2 separate regions of the Mus musculus genome follow, and region 1 is linked to region 2. A link is a contact called in public Micro-C data. All regions are on one chromosome and are shown on one strand. Each heading gives the region's core, a stretch centred on a gene start, on an enhancer-like site or on the middle of the called end of the contact. The rest is flanking DNA. Distances are from core to core; before and after follow the strand shown.

Region 1 (3,543 bases), core at 364-2,863, 150 kb before region 2:
ACTGGCCCAGAATGTGCTGGGTGGGTGTGAGCCCCGAGTAATTCAACACTGGGAATACAAGCATGCATCGCACCTGGCGGAGCTGCGTCATGACATCACCGCATCATGTTGGAGCTGTGGATTGATGTTGAATGTCAGACATTAATAGTAGGCTGCTTTACAGAACTGGCTCTGTTCTTTTTTTTTTAAGATTTTTTTTTATATATGAATAAGTGTTTTCCCTATGTGTACATCTGTGCACCACATGTGTGAAGTGCCCATAGAAACTAGAAGAGGGTGTCTGATGCTCTGAACTGGGGTTACACGCTGTTGTGAGCCAGGAACTTAGTCGGGTCCTCTGCAAGAGCGGTTCTTGACCGCTGAGCCATCTCTCTGGGCCTCATCTCCCCAAGCCCAGACAGAGTCTCACTGCGTTACCCTAGCTGGCCCAGAACTTGCTGTGTAGACCAGGCTGTCCTCAAATCACAGCGATCCTCATCCCTCTCCCTCTAGAGTAACGGGGTGAAGGGCGTGCCAGCACGCTAGGCAACTCTGTGTCGATCGCTGGTGGTCTGTCTCCTAGACTGCTTGCTGAGTGTGTTTCTCATCAGGCCTCTCCCTAGTTCTCTCCCAAACCCATTCCTCGGTCTCAAACGCCACACCTGTGTTAAGGTTCTGGACTCTGGAAGACCCAGGAGAAAGAAAACAGGTCTTTCAAACAGGAGGGCAGCCCCTAGGGAACAGCTGGAGCTGGAATGCCTGAGACCCCTCCGAGACTCCTCCGAGACCCCTCCAAGACCCCTTTTCTGTACTGTCCCAGGCCCTAACCAGCTCAGCAGACAAGCAAAGATGGCTGGCTGGAAGAAGCTGTGATTGCATGCAGAGAGGACTGGCTGGGGGTGGGGATGGGGGTGGGGTGGGGTAGGTGAGGGGGAGTCCGGCTCTTAATCTCAGTTCATTTAGGACTGCTCTCTTCCTCGCTAATCTAATCAAACAATGGCCGGCCTCTCAGCCCTCTAAGCATGCTACTAATGAATTTTTCATAACCCCGCGGAGACGCTTTCTCTGCTGTTGTTGATAGTAACGGAGCGAGGCCAGAAAACATATTTCCACTCCCCTAATCTCTTCCCTCCCAACTGCACCTCCTCGTGCTCCAACCCTTGCAACTCTGAGTCCTACGCACCCTGCGCAGCAGTCTCCCAAGGTACTGGGTGTGCCGTGCTGCTACCAGAACCTGCCTCTACCTTAGGGGACCAATAAATCCACGTTAGGCTTTCAAATCGTATTTGAGAAGTGGAGACGGTCGATTAGAGGGGCTTATTCAATTTGGCCGGTGACACGCCTCGCTCTCCTATGAAATGCAGCCAGGAAGCCAGAGGAGGGAAGGGAAGATGGACTGCTGGTCTCTGGGTTTCCCAGAGGGCCTGGGGCTCTGGAGATTTCAGCCGCTTTGGCGTTTGTTTGGTTCCCTGATGCCTTTCCTACCTCTGACTTTCTGAGTATTCTGTTCCTTCTCTCTGGAACAGCCTTTCCTCGTGAGCATACGATCTCAACTTTCATGCTGTTGGGTCTCAGACCCAAGACAAGTCTCACTTCACCAGCGTCCTCCACCCAGCTCTCCCAACATCCCTAACCGCCCGTGGCTCCACCCAGCACACCTCGCCCTGTCCCCTACCTAAGTCACCCCCACAACCCCGCCACAGGCTGGGCTTCTGCTTCCCTTCCCCCAGCTTGATCCCTACATAACTCAGCCATTTTGGTCTTGGTCCCTTGGCCCTGGCCACCTCTCTTTGCCAGTGGCTCTCCCTCTGTCTTTCTCCCTTATATCTACAACAAAAGCCTTTCCCAAACTTGGAGTCGTCTGGTACAACTCCTTTTATTTCACTTTGGCATTCAAATGCAACGTGGCCAATGTCTGAGAGCCGCTGTCCTGCATCCGGGCGCCAGCACTATTCCTACCATACAATGATAGCTATTTGTACCTTGTGCTGGCTCAGCAAGGCTTCGGTCCAAAGCAGCCCGCCAGGTCACCTTTTGAAGCAGATGTGAATGGTCGAAGACTAAAACCCATGCTACGGTCTCCTCCCTTTGAGTTATGTTTTAGATTCCAGCCTGGCCCATCAGCGCTGTGACCTCCAGTTCCAACCGGCTGGTTCTTTGAGAGGATGGACCTGAGCCAGCCTTTAAACAGACAGCGTGTTGGGTACTTCAGTAATTGGGAGGTAGGACCTGTAGTGTCTTGAGTTCAAAGTCATACTCAATAGCTACAAAGAGTTTTAGTACAACCTGGGCTATGGACAAAAGTTACAGGAAGGAACCGAGGGAGGGAGGGAGGGAGGGAGGGGGAGCGACACTTATGACTCTTCAGACTGTCCTCTAAGGTGTTTTCAATGACACCCAGGAGCTCTGGCAGGCAGGTGTCTCCCTCAGTGGCTGCTTCAAGGACTTTATTGTGGGAAGCCACCCTCACATTCGCCGTTGCAAGATGGCGCTGACATCCTGTGTTCTAAGTGGTAAACAAATAATCTGCGCATGTGCCAAGGGTAGTTCTTCACTCCATGTGCTCTGCCTTCCCCGTGATGACAACTCGGCCGATGAGCTGCAGCCAATCAGGGAGTAATACGTCCTAGGCGGAGAATAATTCTCCTTAAAAAGGGACGGGGTTTCGCCATTCTCTCTCTTGCTCTGGCTCTTGCTCTCTTGCGCTCTGGCTCCTAAAGATGTAAGCAATAGAGCTCTTGCTCTGGCTCTTGCACTCTTGCTCCTGAAGATGTAAGCAATAAAGTTTTGCCGCAGAAGATTCTGGTTTGCTGCGTCTTTCCTGGCCGGTCGCGAACGTGTGTAAGACTTTATGTATAAATATTTTCATCTGTTGTTCAAGGAAATGCCTGGTTAAGGGAGAGCTAGCATCGGAATCTGAGCTTTAAGGAGAGTACTCATCACTTACTAAAAGTACAGAAATAAGGGGCTGGAGAGGCAGTTCAGTGGTTCACTGCTCTTGCAGAGGACAGGGGCGGGGGGCTCAGTTCCCAGCACCCAACTCTAGAATGTGCACACTGTCCCCTGGTCTCTGAGGACATCTGAGTGAGTGTGGTGCCCACAAACACACACAAGAACACACAGACACATACATAAGTAAGCTTTGTAAAGAAATCTGCACGTAAGTATTGAAGGTGGAATGTCACAGTGTTGGAAGGATGCTTCAAAATAATCCAGGGAGGTTTAAGGAAGGGCGGGGAGAGAGAATGGTTCACTGACCACAATTTGATTTGGGGGGATGTGTGTGTGTGTGTGTGTGTGTGTGTGTGTGTGTGTGTGTGTATGATTCTATCTAGCTTATGGGGGTTTGAATATGCTTATCCCAAGGAGTGGCACTATTTAGAGGTGTGGCCTTGTTGGAGTAGGTGTGTCACTGTGGGCATGGGCTTTAAGACCCTCATTCTAGCTGCCTGGAAGCCAGTCTTCTCAAAGGAGCCTTCAGATGAAGATGTAAAACTCTCAGCTCCTCCTGCACCGTGTCTGCCTGGATGCCGCCTTACTTCCTGCTATGATGATAATGGACTG
Region 2 (3,471 bases), core at 835-3,334:
TCAGATCTTGTTGCGGATGGTTGTGAGCCACCATGTGGTTGCTGGGATTTGAACTCCGGACCTTTGGAAGAGCAGTCGGGTGCTCTTACCTGCTGAGCCATCTCACCAGCCCTGTTTTTGTTTTTTAAGATTTATTTATTTATTATATGTGAGTACACTGTAGCTGTCTTCAGACACTCCAGAAGATGGCGCCAGATCTTGTTACAGATGGTTGTGAGACACCATGTGGTTGCCGGGAATTGAACTCAGGACCTTCGGAAGAGCAGTCTGTGCTCTTAAACGCTGAGCCATCTCTCCAGCCCCGAGTTTTGTTTTTTTTTTAAAATTTATTTATTATTATACATAAGTACGCTGTAGTTGTCTTCAGATGCACCAGAAGAGGTCGTCAGATCTCATCATGGGCGGTTGAACTCAGGACCTTTAGAAGAGCAATCAGTGCTCTTACCTGCTGAGCCATCTCAGCAGCCCCCAGTATTTTTGTTTTAGTCAGATTCTCAACCCTGTAACAAATACCTGGGAAAACAAAGTTATAGAGGTTCGAAGTTTGAAACACTTAGGCCCATGTTCTTGGTGGCTAGGGGAGGGGAATCCCAAAATTAGGGACCTGGGGAGGAATCCCACCCTTTAGAATACTCAACAGGTGGGGAACTTCGGCTATTGATTGACAGGGGTACTTTCTGGATGGAGTCCATTTGATCCATGAGATGTAGATCTGAGTGGGTTTCCTGGAGCTTACAAGAGTCCTGAGGTCCATCCCTGGCACCACGTGGTACAACAGAAGGAGACGTGGACTCTCACATTTTTTCTCTGACCTCTATACTTGGACCTGTTGCAGGCATGTCCAGTATCTTCCCCCAACCCCCCACATATAATTAATAAATAAGTGAAAAAAATCAGTGAGAGCTGGGTGTGGTGGCACAGGTCTTTAACCCCTGCACTCAGGATGCAGAGGCAGACAGAGCTCTGAGTTGGAGACCAGCCTGGTCAACAGAGCGAATTCCAGGACAGCCAAGCCTACAGAGAAACCCTGTCTCAACAATAACAATAACAACAACACCCCAAACCAGCAAACAAACAAATCCGGGATCATATCGTCCCTGAAGGGTAGAGTATTCTATTAGCTACCACACTGTAAAAACCTAGTTTCATACATTTCTGACTACTTCCAGTCTTGGGAGGCTGCTGGTATCTAACTGCAAAGTTGGCGATGGCCGGTCCAGCTTTGCTTACCCTCAGTCTGGTCCTGTCAATCACACTTTCAATATCTCTTTCAGGACCCCTAGGATGATCTGGGAACCCCCCAGGAGATACCCACATTCTGAAGCTAACGACTGGCAACCTGAATTCCACTTTGTCTTGTAAAGTCACACTGTCTGTAAAAGGTCTTGTTCCAGCCCTTCAGGATCTCAGCAGTTGCTACTTGAAGGCACCGTGAAGATGGGGCTTGTAGTCTATCAACATTCACTCTTAGGAGGCAGAGTTGTCATTGAAGCCTCAACCAAGATCCAGCCATTCCTCTCAACCATGTGCGTGCAATTCTGCCCAAATTTACAGGCACAACATTTGGAAGGTTAAATGATGAGAGTTTCCGGTGTGGGCATTTAGGCGGCGATGGAAGGCCATCATCTGTGCAGAACTTGCAGAACTGCTGCTATGGAGTCACCTGCACTCCGCGGTTAAGCCCAACCAACACACTGATTGATTCCCGGGAGGTTGAATTTCGTTGGCATTTAAAGAACTTTTAAAACAACAACAAAAGATAACGCAGGGAAGAAACCTGGCTCGTTTGAAGAAGTGCTAGGGAGAAAGCATGGCCTTATCTCCGGGAACTGCGAAATGGGGCAGAGAGTCCTTCAAATGCAAAGGAGAAGCCGCAACATTAATCTGCACCACAGCCATGCACGCACTGGCCTGCAGGCACAACCCGCGAAGTTTCGCAGTGACCCTGGCGCTCGGACCGCCCAGCTCCGGCTCAGCCAATCAGAGAGCGAAGGGGCGTGACCCGACCTGCGGTTGGTCCCGGGGCGGCAGTCAACTGCGCAAGCGCTTTACGTTAACAGCGCTCGGGACTCGGCGTGCGCGTGCCTTCCAACTCTCCATCGCCATGGCCGCCGACATCAGCCAGTGGGCCGGGCCCTTGTGCTTGCAGGAGGTGGACGAGCCGCCCCAGCACGCCCTGCGGGTCGACTACGCCGGGGTGACGGTGGACGAGCTGGGCAAAGTGCTAACGCCCACCCAGGTACGGTGTGGGCCCGCCGCCGGGGAGACCGGGGGACAGCGGGGCGGAGCAGGCCTCGAGCTCAGCCTTTGTATACCGGACGGGAGCGTCACCCGACAGCCGAAAGCCTCTTCTGTAACCTTCTAATGTCCCGAGCTTGCAATCACCTCCTCAGGGAGCAGCCCGCACTTTATTAATGATTCCGGGGCCAGCGCTTTCTCATTAACCTGTGTTGCTCCTGGGGGTGGCGGTGGGGGTGGGATGCTGACGCTCAAGAGCGGTTCCAAGCTCAGAGAAACTGGGTCTAACCGTTCTCTTTATATATTTAGAGCGCAGGGTTTGAGATGGTGACTTGGAAGGTTTCCATTCGGAGCCCTGGCCGGTCTCCCTTGTCCCAAACTTTGTACGTGTCCTTGGCCGCTCTCGTTTTCCGAGGGCGGATTACTCCTCAGCTGGCCCCAAGCGGACCGTTGGCCACCATATTTAAAGGCGTTAGGTAGCTCGGGACCCTCAGTGAGGTTGTGGAGGAGGACCCGTTGCCACCGTCGGACTTCCTTGTCTCACCACTTTCTGTTAATAACGTGGGCAAGTGTTTGTCGAGGCTGGCTTGGTGTGTGTGTTACATGTAGGGTCTCACTCAGTTGTGGCCCTGGCGGGCCTTGAACTCACAGAGATCTGCCTGCTTCTGCCTCTCCAGTGCTGGGATTAAAGGCGTGCACCACATCTGGTTTTGTTTTGTTTAATTAAAATTTTTTTTTAGACTCCTGGCTCTTTAAGATTGGTTTTGTGTTTTTAATTATGTGCGAGTGTGTGGCTGTGTGTGTGAGAGAGCAGGGAGCTGTGGAGGTCAGAAGAGGCATCAGGTCCCCTGGAGCTGGAGTTGCACCCCCCCACCCCCCCCCCACAGGAGTGCCAGGAAATGTCTACCCTTTGCAAGAGTTCTTGGAACCCAGCATTCTCTCCAGCTCCAAGCTTCAGGCTTTTAGTAGCGGCCATACTTAGGAATTACCACTAATCTGCATGGGTGAAACTGCTATAAACTATTTTTTTTTTTGTCTCGGTAGTAAAAGAAAGGAATAAAAATAATAACCCTCATGTTTTACCTTTTGGGAATATAAGGTGGCAGAGTGTTGAGTTTTGAGAGCATTTCTAGATTTTTACCCCCACACTGGTTCCTTCCTACAGGTTATGAACAGGCCCAGCAGCATTTCATGGGACGGCCTTGATCCTGGGAAACTCTACACCCTGGTCCT

What was found. A called contact is a pair of places that touch in the nucleus more often than the background predicts.
Region 1: a contact with region 2 is called in a Micro-C map of embryonic stem cells, with 2.1 times the contacts expected there. The contact joins the enhancer-like site here to the promoter of Pebp1 in region 2. A contact is called at or near these places in 1 of 484 Hi-C or Micro-C datasets (embryonic stem cells), 1 of 115 datasets of contacts at active chromatin or transcription factors (embryonic stem cells) and 2 of 9 other capture datasets (adipose tissue and liver).

Annotation. Positions count from the first base shown.
Region 1 is chr5:117,438,996-117,442,538 of GRCm38.p6, reverse strand. All of the region lies in intron 1 of Ksr2 (kinase suppressor of ras 2), which reads right to left. Among named protein-coding and RNA genes, the nearest start is that of Ksr2, 27 kb to the right of the region's middle. Within about 2 kb of position 1,613, at least 16 of the 459 cell types and tissues checked have an H3K27ac peak or open chromatin away from gene starts, as enhancers often do. A contact at or near this core is called in embryonic stem cells, where this site is marked.
Region 2 is chr5:117,286,177-117,289,647 of GRCm38.p6, reverse strand. Pebp1 (phosphatidylethanolamine binding protein 1) reads left to right here and starts at 2,084. Exons shown (of 4, transcript NM_018858.2): 1 at 2,084-2,239; 2 at 3,404-3,471. The coding sequence starts at 2,105.